2 separate regions of the Pan troglodytes genome follow, and region 1 is linked to region 2. A link is a contact called in public Hi-C data. All regions are on one chromosome and are shown on one strand. Each heading gives the region's core, a stretch centred on a gene start, on an enhancer-like site or on the middle of the called end of the contact. The rest is flanking DNA. Distances are from core to core; before and after follow the strand shown. Region 1 has its middle 140 kb from the start of MEIS1. Region 2 holds the start of ETAA1 (ETAA1 activator of ATR kinase).

What was found. Hi-C and Micro-C count contacts between places; a contact is called where the count stands out from the background.
Region 1: a contact with region 2 is called in a Hi-C map of stem cell-derived neural progenitor cells, with 6 times the contacts expected there. The contact joins the enhancer-like site here to the promoter of ETAA1 in region 2. A contact is called at or near these places in 1 of 7 Hi-C or Micro-C datasets (stem cell-derived neural progenitor cells) and 1 of 1 datasets of contacts at active chromatin or transcription factors (stem cell-derived excitatory neurons).

What each region holds. Positions count from the first base shown.
Region 1 is chr12:56,147,180-56,152,591 of NHGRI_mPanTro3-v2.0_pri, forward strand. No RefSeq gene overlaps it. Among named protein-coding and RNA genes, the nearest start is that of MEIS1, 140 kb to the right of the region's middle. Within about 2 kb of position 3,077, at least 11 of the 24 cell types and tissues checked have an H3K27ac peak or open chromatin away from gene starts, as enhancers often do. A contact at or near this core is called in stem cell-derived neural progenitor cells, where this site is marked.
Region 2 is chr12:55,326,068-55,331,638 of NHGRI_mPanTro3-v2.0_pri, forward strand. It overlaps ETAA1 (ETAA1 activator of ATR kinase), which reads right to left and starts at 1,380. Exons shown (of 6, transcript XM_001167176.7): 1 at 995-1,380. The coding sequence starts at 1,217. LOC100612620 (a long non-coding RNA gene) reads left to right here and starts at 372. Exons shown (of 8, transcript XR_010149111.1): 1 at 372-746.

The DNA of each region.
Region 1 (5,412 bases), core at 1,827-4,326, 820 kb after region 2:
TTGAAATGCAAGACAGGTACTTGATTTAGCATTTAAGCAAAAGGTTACACAAACCGCGTTTTAGAAAGTGTTGGGATGTCCGACAGGGTCAGCCCTAGATCAGATCATTTTTTGAATGCAGACCTAAAGATAATGAGTACTTGTTGTATTAAAGGGGACAAACAGTACTTTGGCTTCCTCTGACCCCAGAATGCACGGCTCGGTTTCATTGATCATCCTCCTTTATGAGATAATGCAATTACAAACATCAATAAGGGGCTGCAAGGGGAATCATTATGCGGTGACAGTGATAAATGACGGTGCAGAAATAGCATGCTTTTCCCCCCTAACAATCCAGGAGCCCAGGGGCTCCGGGGGCTGAACACAGTCGCCAAGGAAACAGATGACATCCCAAACGGCACCAAAAGAAAAAAAATGAACAGTCTTTCTTTGCCTTTCACTCTTTTCCGTCTTCCAAAGAGTTAGTTTTGGCTCAAGCAGCAGCTGCTACACAAGGCATTTCGTTATTTCAAACATTAAAGGCTGGAACGGGCAGTGGGAGTCTCCTCCCCTTTCATCCCCACCCCCACTAGATAACACACAAAGCTCGCTGTTCACAGTTTAGGACTACCTGAAAATGCACGTCTCAAAAATCAGATTGGGATGGGGTGGAGGGGCCTCGGGAACGTGGATTTGCACAGCCCTTGCGTTGTGTTTCCCCTGCTTTTGTCCAGTGGAAACTGAGTCTCCAGAACAAGCTGGCGCCTCGCGGGTCGGCCAGTAAGGGAACGGGTGCGCGTGGCTCGCCTCCATCTCCCCGCAGTGCCAGACGCTGCTCTGTGCCAAGGCGGGGGCTGAGGAGCAGGCGACTGCTGAGGGTGTTTGCTGCTGTGCTGGGTTTCTTTGGGATGGAGTTATCAATGGGCGCAGAGATCGTCCCTAAATCGAGAAATCTGGTTCTTTAAAGCCTCAGGGTGCCCTCAGCAAGCGGCTTTAAAAGGGCCTCACTGAACATTCCCCACCCCACCCATGCCCAGAAAGGTGGGCGAGGTAGATGGGCGCAAAAAGGCGTCGGGCTACCAGACTTCTGCGACGGCCCTGAGGCAGCAGGGGACTAGGAGAGGGGCAGAACCTCTGGACACTAGGTGGAGAAGGGGAACTTGCCACTTTGGGGGAGGGGAGGAGGAAGAGAGAGTACTGAGATGTGAGGGAGGCCTAGGAAGAAAGGCAGAGGGAGGGGAGAAGGAAAGCAAGCAAAAGCAATCCCACCCTTACAGGAGGTCGTCACCCCGCGGAAAACAGACACAGGGTTTCTGACCCCTGCCCGGTCCGCCTCGGCGTGGAGCTAGGGACCCCCGCTCGGCGCTCCCTGCCACACACGGCCCCCACCGGGAGGAGCGGGCCAAGCGGGTGCCAGAAGCAGGTGACTTTATTCACTGCTTCCCCAATCGGCGAGGTCCCGGGACTCGTTTTCCGCCTGGAGATTAAGATCATTGCTCGCGTAATGGCCTTAATGCTTTAGGGTAGAGGTGAGTGTGTCTGCGAGTGGGCAGGGGTAGAAATTACCGACCCGATCGATGGGAGACTGGCTTAAAACTAAATCCCTTTTCTCCAGGGCTTCACCGCCCGGGTTTCCCCTCAGTGGGCTGAGAGCGCCGGGATGCCAGGAGGCAGCGCGCGGAGGGGTGACCCGTGGGGCGCGGCAAGCCAGAATCAAGGCCCTAAAAATGCTTCCCCCATCTCCCCACTGAGACCCCCAGGGTACTATTTTCAGAGCAAAGGCGCTTTAAAGCTCAGATGTTGGCGAACTGATTGCTCAATACGTTGTTTGTTTTTCCTTTCAGCTCCGCCTAGGGAGAGAATGTTTCAGACTCCTTGGCGGGTAGAGCGGGCCGAAAAGGGAGCCCTCCCTCTCCCAGCCATCAGCTGTCTTCCTCAGGTCCCCGACCCCCCCTTTCTCGCTCACTACTTTTTCCCCAAACCCTGGGATTCCCAGGCTCCTGTAGTCTCCGCACCGTGGCCACCTTAAGTGAAACGCGCCGCTAGCAGCCAGTGGGTAAGGCATGGCATGGGAGACGAGAATGAGACAAGGAAAAGTGCCCAGCCAGGCAGGGCGCCCCACTACCCAGTTCCACGCCTCTCTCCATCGGCGTCCAAGCGCCTACCCGGGAGCTTTGCAGCATGAAGTTACGTTTTTACTGCCTTCCCGTGGGCCAAGGGCCTGAGGGTATCCGAAAGGCTGGGGAAATTTGCAGAGCTTTTAAACTGATCCTGAGGAGCTTCTGCCTAAGGCGTCGGGGTGCTGTCTACGGCTTCCCGGCTGCGGCTCCAGACTCCGGCACTCTCCTCCCAACGCCCTCCTAGCGGGCCGTGCACGCGTTCCATGTGCCCCCCAGCCCCCAGGCTCTCTGGGTCGCGCTCCCAGGGCCACTATGGGACTCTGGAGTCTGGGGCCCCCGATGTGGCAAAGTCTATTAGGAAGTCTCCGGGCTACTACAAAGCACTCCGTGAGGTTCCGAGGAAAGAGCGCCCGGACCTGCACCCAGGAGGTGCCTCTCCACAACCTCCTTCGCAGACCCCTGGTCGCCCCATCTCCAGAGACAAAGTCAACAGTCCCTTAGACTAGACTCTCAGATGGGGGTGAGGGCAGGAGGGTAAGGCAGGCGCCCGTGCAACCACCTCCCCACCCCCCGCGGCCAGAGCTGTGGTCTCGGGGCAAAGACCTGCCCGCCCACGCACTGGGGCCTAGGCCGGGACCCAGCGCATCGAGGGACTCAGGGGTAGCCCGTCCTGGCTGGAGCTCTGCGCAGTTGCCCGCTGGATTTCCTCTCGGGGCACGGAGCCGGGCCCAACCCCAGGACTGGAGCCTATACCCTTCCGCTCCTCCCGCAGACTTGGGGGACACTGCACACAGCAACTAACCCCGATCGCAAAGTCGAGCGCGAGGTCTGCACGCCGCGTGGGAGACGCGAGAGGGAGGGGGAGGGCAGGGCTTGCGTTTTTCCTTTTCAGAATCCTGCGACTTCACTACGAAGTTTGCTGGTAGGCGCCTCTGCTCCGGGGTCGGAGCCTCCCACCAAGGCTCCTTCCCCTCCCCTTCTCCCCGCCCCCGCGAGCCGAAGCAGCCGCAGCCTCCACCAGGACCCGGCCGCCCGCTCGATCCCCCTGACCCGGACCCTGCGCCCAGGTTGCAGCGCCGCCCTCCCGGCCTTGCCCCCGGGCTCGGCTGGGGGCTCTTTTCCCCGGGGCGAAACTCGCCCGCCTGGCTCACTTCAAGGAGACACCCGCTGCCTCCCGAGGAACTCCTAATACCATCCATACAGCTTTAATGCGTTTATAATTCGATAAGTGATTTCAATTTGAAATTGTTAGTAACTAATTTTATGGGTAATTTTTCCACATCAAATATTTAAGCATCAGATTAAGGGAGCCAGTTCCGACACTGGATAATAAGGGGGTTTCCCCCACTCCCGCGCCTCCGCCTCCCTCCGTTTCCTACCGAGTCGTTTTTCGAAATCCCCAAAAGATGGCAGTCGAAGCCGACTTTCCTCTTTTCCTGTGGCTCTGCGAAGGGAGGGGGAGAGAGGAGGATGGGGGAGTGCGAGAGTGGGGGGCGGAGAGAGAGACAGAGAGAGAGAAGGAGGAGGAGGAGGAGAAGGAGAAGAAAAAAAAGGGGGAGAGAAAAGCTAGACGGTGCATGGACTTTTCAGACGAATTCTTTCACACGTTTCTAATACAAGCGAAAAGCAGTGGTGAATTTCCTGGAAAAGTCCTGGCAGAAATGAAAGCCAAAAAACGTGCCTTGTGGCCTCAGGGTACGGGATGTGAGAAACTCAGCACATTCAAGCTAAATCTTCATTTTAGAACAGGAGAGGGAGAGGGAGACCCAGAGAGGAACCGACTCGACTGACTTTAGGGTCTTTCTTTGTATTTTAACATTGTATATAAATACTACACAACTAGGCAACGTGTTTCCTCGAGGACGGGACTCTGCGCATTACATAATGAGGGGAAAGAGGTAGGGGTGGGGAAGGGGAAGGGGTGGGGGCAGACTGCAGCGGGCGGAGGGGAGACTGGGGCGAGCAGCGGATGAATTGCAGACCAGTTGCCAAAACTTTTTTTTTTTTCCCTGCTGCTGCTGCTGCGGCTGCCTTTGCTGCTGCCTTTGCTTTGAATGTGGGTAACTAGGAAACAGCAAGCCGTCTGAGAAGACGGAATTTCCAACGTGTAAAATGTTCTTAACGGAACCATTGAGCGAGTGCAATAAGGCGTGAGGGGGAACTAATCTTCCCATTTAAATGTTTGTGGCAATTTTATCTAAATGAATTTTAATGCTAAACGAGGGTAATTCCCCATTTGTAGCGCGTTTACTTCTCTTTCCTGTGCTTCTAAAGCAGTCGAACATCATGCAATGAACAATAACAATAAAAATACTGTCAAGGCATATTATTCATTTTGAATGTGTTATAATTACAGCTGATTAAATATGATAGGGTAAAATATTTTTAATTTTTTGAAAAAAATTTAAATCATATTAAAAAGTAGTCTCATTCAGCCAGAGCCAGCCCCCTTTCCACCCCCCCCCACCCCCCCACCACCAAATAAAAATAAAAACCAGGTACAATTTTGTGCCCTTGTTTAGAGGAGGGCGTTTTGTTTTTGCCTTTTAGGAAACATCAAAAACACTCTCAGCACCTCTATTATTTGCCTCTTTCGGATAAGTGTCCTCAATAACCTTCGAGCTGGCTCTGAAATTTACAAGAGGAAAAGCTAAAATAGCATTAAGAGGGGAGGGCATCGAGGCAGGGGAAGAAAGGAACTGCGAAGAGCGAGGCTCTCACCTAAATGGCTCACAGAGGGGGAACTCACGGAAATAGCAGTTTATTTTTTCTAATTCCTGGACACTGCTGATCTCGATTCTTCAGAATCACCATATTCCCTAACTACTCTTCACTTGTAAACCTCCCTCCCCTAGCGCCTCTCTCTTTCTCTCTGTCTCTCCCTCTCGCCTCTCTCCCTCTCCCCACCACACCTCCTCCCCTTTCTTTCCCTCCCCCACCCATCCTGAGCCTCCTCAGGAATAAAGGCTGAAAATAACCAACTCACCCGGGCATGTACTGGGGAGGAGGAGCAAATAGACAGTTAGTTTATAAAGTTTATTATTAATTTTTAAAGTAAATAAATGGTTGTTAACTGCTAGCAACCACCTATCAAAAGAGAATGATTTCACTCACATCGACTATTTAGGTAGAGGAAGAATTGCCACTAGGTCAACAAGGGAGATTTAAACAATCCCATCTATGGGCTGGGGACGGGTAGAGGCGCTGCCAGAGATGGCTGCAGTAGGCTGAGCCTTGCTCTCTGCGCATCCACGTGTTTAGAAACAAGGCCCCATCAGCAAAAGGTGAGAATGCATTGCTACTCCAGCAGGTG
Region 2 (5,571 bases), core at 130-2,629:
TTATAGGAGTATTATTAAAGACATGTAAGGTGGCCGGGCGCGGTGGCTGTAATCCCAGCACTTTGGGAGGCCGAGGCGGGTGGATCACGAGGTCAGGAAATCGAGACCATCCTGGCTAACACGGTGAAACCCCTGTCTCTACCAAAAATACAAAAAATTAGCCAGGCGAGGTGGCACACGCCTGTAGTCCCAGCTACTTGGGAGGCTGAGGCAGGAGAATCGCTTGAACCCGGGAGGCGGAGGTTGCAGTGAGCCGAGATTGTGCTACTGCACTCCAGCCTGGGTGACAGAGCGAGATTCTTTCCCAAAAGAAAAAAGACACGTAAGGTAAAAAAAAAAAAAAAAAAAAAAAAAAAAAGCACTATTTCAAGAACATGCTCCAGAATAAAGGCTTTTGTATGAGTTTCAGTTCCAACTAAGATTTACTAGAAGTCTTTTAAAAAGTAACACCTAAAACTAATCGAGACGAAAGAGATCCTTAGTATCTTATTTGGAGGGATGTTACACACAGGAACTTCCGGTTTATTCACAATGAGGTGAGACATCTACCAGGCTTTGAGACAAACTTTTAACTTTTCCTATGAACTCTTCTCTAAAGCAGGTCACGGGGAAAAAAAGGGTTTAAAGAGAACTAACTTCTCCGGGCAAAAACTGAGGTTAGCGGGCCTATCAGCTGTTTCTTCTCACTCCACCACTGCTGCTGACTGGAGGAGCAGCCTGGAAAGCAGCCGCCCTCCCGCAAACAGGTAAACCACATTACCTATTCCTGTGGCGGAGGCAAATGGATGGTCAAACCTAACGGGGTAGTGCTTAAGTTCGGGGACAAAAGCCCATCGGGGAGTGGTATAGGATTATTTTTGGACTCTCGAGGGGTGAATCCCAGAGACAGAATACACGCTCCAGACTCCACCCCCACCCCAGATTTCCCTGTTGCAAGCTGGGCTGTGGGGATGCGGCGCCGAACCCAAGGCAGGCCGCGCTGCCGACGTCTCACCCTCGGGGTTACTTTTACTGCACAAGGCGGCGGTCGGAGGCTGCTCTCGCTGCCGCACTGGCCCGGGAGGCCCCTCTCTAGCCCCGCAGGGCCACGAACCGCGGGCCGATCTCAGCCGCCTCCTCCCTGGCTCGACCACCGAGCCGCATTCCTCCGCCGCCGCTGTTTTGTGCGGCGTTTTCTTCGGGCTAGGGCTGTCATCATGTTTCCTTCGCCGACTCATTGCCTATGGCCCGCCTCCACCAGCCGCTTCTTCTTTCACATTTTGCAAAGGGATGAGTAGGGCAACAGCACTACAAACCGCACCCGGCACCAACGGCAGCCGCCATTTTGGTCGGTGGGGCGCGCGCAAGATGCGGCCGCTGATTGGCTGGGTCCGGGAGAGGGGCGGAACTGTTAAGGTGCCCAGGGCGCGCGCACTTCCGCAGCCGGGACAGGAGCCTGCTCTGGAGGAGTGTCTAGGCTCAAAATCCTCCAGACTGGTGGGGGTTGTTCGGGTAGTAGTCGAGAGTGGGAGCTTGTGAGTTGGAAAGGAGATTGAATACACTAGCAACTTTTTATTGAATTTACAACGAAAATTGCACGTTAGTCAAATTCAGATTATTGAGAGTCTTCGAATTTCTCAAGAAGAGGAAATACAGCTAATTTTTCATAGATGATATGTGCATAGAAAAATCCAAAAGAAAGTAGAAAAAATTACTAAATTAATTTAGAGTTGCTGGATACAAAGTCAATATTCAAAGACCAATGTGTTTCAATAGATTAGCAACAAATATAAAATTGAAGTTTTAAAGAGGTACTATTTATAATAGTGCATGAGATAGCAAGTAACTAGGAATAAGTTAAAGATTGTCCTTCCTACAAAGAGAACTATAAAACATTTTTGAGGCCGGGCGCCATGGCTCAAGCCTGTAATCCCAGCACTTTGGGAGGCCGAGGCAGGCGGATCACGAGGTCAGGAGTTCAAGACCAGCCTGGCCAGCATGGCGAAACCCCGTCTCTACTAAAAATACAAAAAATTAGCCGGGTATGGTGGTGCGTGCCTGTAGTCCCGGCTACTGGGGAGGCCAAGGCAGGAGAATTGCTTGAACCTGGGAGGCGGAGGTTGCAATGAGCCGAGATTGCGCCACTGCACTTGCAGTGAGCCGAGATCGCGCATCTGCACTCCAGCCTGGGCGACAGAGGGGGACTTCGTGTAAAATAAGTAAATACATACATACATACATACAAAAATTAGCCAGGCGTGGTGGCGGGTGCCTGTAATCCCAGCTACTCGGGAGCTGAGGCAGAGAATTGCTTGAACCCGGGAGGTGGAGCTTGCAGTGAGCCGAGATTGCGCCACTGCACTCCAGCCTGGGCAACAGAGCAAGACCCTGTCTCAAAAAAAAAAAAAAAAATTTTTTTTTGAAAGAAAACGAAGACCTAAATAAATGGTTACCCTATGTTCATGGGTTGTGAGACTCAATATTGTTACAATGTCAGCTATTTCCAAACTGACCTATAGATTCAACATAAATACATATGAAGGCCCAGTGTGTGACTGTGTGTGTGTAACATGGTAAGTCTTTTCTAAAATTTATATGAAAATGCAAGGGACCAAAATTATCAATAAACTCTTGAAGATCTCTCGAAGAATAATGAGGGTTGATATCTACCAGGTATCAAGACTTATGTAAAGTTATAGTAATTAAGACAGTGTTATGATGGTGTCAGGATAGACAAAGATGAAAGAAACAGGATAGCACAGAAACAGACTTCCATATAAATGAACACGATTTAAGACAAAGGTGACCCTTCTGAGCAATGGTAAAAGGACTTTTGAAATTAAATAGTGCTTGGTCTATTTGATATTCATGTAGAAAAAGAAAGAAACATGACCTTTACCTCAAACTTTATCCCCAAATCAAGTGCATATATATTCATTATAAATTTAATTGTAAAAGATAAAATAACATTTTAGAAGGTATAAATTGTCTTCATGACAGAGAACGCATTTGAAATAAAACAAAGGTCACCAGGCATAATTATAAATGTGACTACACAAAATTGATAATTTGGGAACTTCTGTCCATTCAAAAACAACATTAAAGAGAAGGAAGGGCAAGGCACAAATTGGGAGAAAATATTTATAAGACATATTTAAGGGCCTATATATAGGTTATATGAAGAACTGATACAAATCACTAAGGAAATGATGACTGTCAAAACCAAAAGTGGATGAGACCCTTGAGCAGGATCTTCACAAGAGAAAATATTATCAACAAACTTATGGAAAAATCAGATTCATTTTTAATCAGGAAAATGCAAATGAAAACCATATCAGAATGGCTAAAGTTAAAAAGACTGACAATATAGGTATCGAGGCAGTAAACCAATGGAAGCTGTCATGTACTGCTGGTGAGAGTATAATTTGGCACAACCACTTTGGAAACCAGTTTTTGATCTAGCAATCCCACTCTGAGGAATATTCTCTGTTTAAATGCATGGACTTGTTCATCAAGATACAGTTTATAAAAATGCTTTGGTGGGATGCAGTGGCTTATGCCTGTAATCCCAGCACTTTGAGAAGCCGAGGCAGGTGGACTGCTTGAGCCCAGGAGTTTGAGACCAGCCTGGGCAACATGGCGAAAACCCATCTCTACAAAAAATACAAAAAATTAGCTGGGCATTTTGGCGCATGGCTGTAGTCCCAGCTACTAGGAAGGAGAATCACTTGAGCCCAGAAGTTGACTTGCTGTGAGTTATGATTGTGCCACTGCATTCCAGCCTGGGCAACAGAAAAAAAAAAAAGAAAAAACAAAGAGGAAGAAAAATGCTTTTAGCAGTAAAATTCAATTCAAAATTACTTCATAGTGTAAGTGGACCAAATGCTTTCCAACAGTAGAATGATAAATATATTGAACTATATTCACACAACAAAATAGCAATGAAAATGAAAACTACAACTCTGTGCGACAACATGGATAAATCTGACAAACATAAAGTTGAGCAAAAAAAAGCTAGACCTCCCAACCCTCCTCCATAATGTTAAATAAATCCCATATAAATTCCATCAGGCAAAGTTCTACTATATTGTATAGGGATGTAAGCTTTAGTGTTAAAATGATAAAGAAAAATCTAGGAATGATTACCATAAAGGTCAGGATAATAGTTACCTTTGGGAGGGGGAAGGGACAGTGATTAGAAGTGGACAGAGGGAGGAGAGAATTTCATGTATTTATTGGCTTTGTTTATTTTCATGTTCTAGTTGTTAATTACAAAAGTATTTGCTTTGTGGTAATCTACTGAGCTGTACATTTTGTTCATTTTCTACACACATGTTATATTTATCAATTAAAATGTTTAAAATGTTAATGTAAGGCAAAGATCTTAGTTCCTACTGAGGAGCTGATATATTTCTTCTATCTTGTAAACTATTCTGTTTTTACTCTTTAGTTTTGCTGACAGAAATCCTAGAACTAAATTTGAGATTCAGGTCTAGCAGTTATATAAACCATATAAACCGTTGTGAATAGATAATTCCATTATTTTTCCTCAGTGTTTGACCTTCTACTAATACTTTTTCTTTCCATGATTGTTTTTTACCTACATGTATTTAAACCATTGTTTAGTTTTATTTATTTATAACCGGATAAGACTGGAATACAAGTGATATTACATCTTTTAAAATTCAAATTAATTACTTGAACCTTCACTTGTATAAATTAGCAGGAATATTACTATTTCTCTCAGGGATCTCTCCTACCTCTCAAATGACCAAAAATCCTGGAAGCATTAAAAAAAATGTAAAAAGAACTTAATTTACCAAATAAATATCCAACTCACATTTAGAAAGTAATTAAGGAAGTTTAAAGAATTTAGTGGTGTTTATAAGAGAAATAACCATGTAGTAATCCTTTAAAGCATATTAATGCTGCAAATAAAATAACAGTGAATACTTTACCATAACTCCAAATTCTATAGTGCCCAAGTAACCATTGCTGAAATGAACAACTTGAGCCTAAAGAACAGACGTGTTGTCTTAACACACCTAGGATGGCTGTAACCTGTAATCATTATGGGGTAGGAAATTATAGTAAATTTTAACTTGAAAATTACTTACTTTACATAATCTGTTACATTTCTAAGTGTACTTCAAATTAAATTTACTTCCTGACTATAGCTCCTGAAATAAGTATAACACAATTAACTCCTTAATAAAATGTTTTTAATGTGAAACAAAAGTCTTACAGATGTTTGAATGCAATGTGATTCATAGCTCAGCATTTCTAGGCATTTGAATAATTTATACATATAAGTAAGGTTTACTGCAACTAAAAACTGTAATAAACCAAAGTGAAACTCTTGCTTGTTTCACTTATAGGGATTATTTATAAACTTGACAATAATTATTAAGGCAAAAATTGTGACACTGAAGGTCTGAGTTACTAAGGAGCTTCTCTGCCAGTGATTGCCTCCTCACTTACATTACAACGATGGGTCAATGCTACTAATCAATGGCTAACTGTGAGCAGTCTTCCTTTCAAGAAAAAAAAATCCATAATTATGTGAATTATGTTTGTATTTTATATACAGAG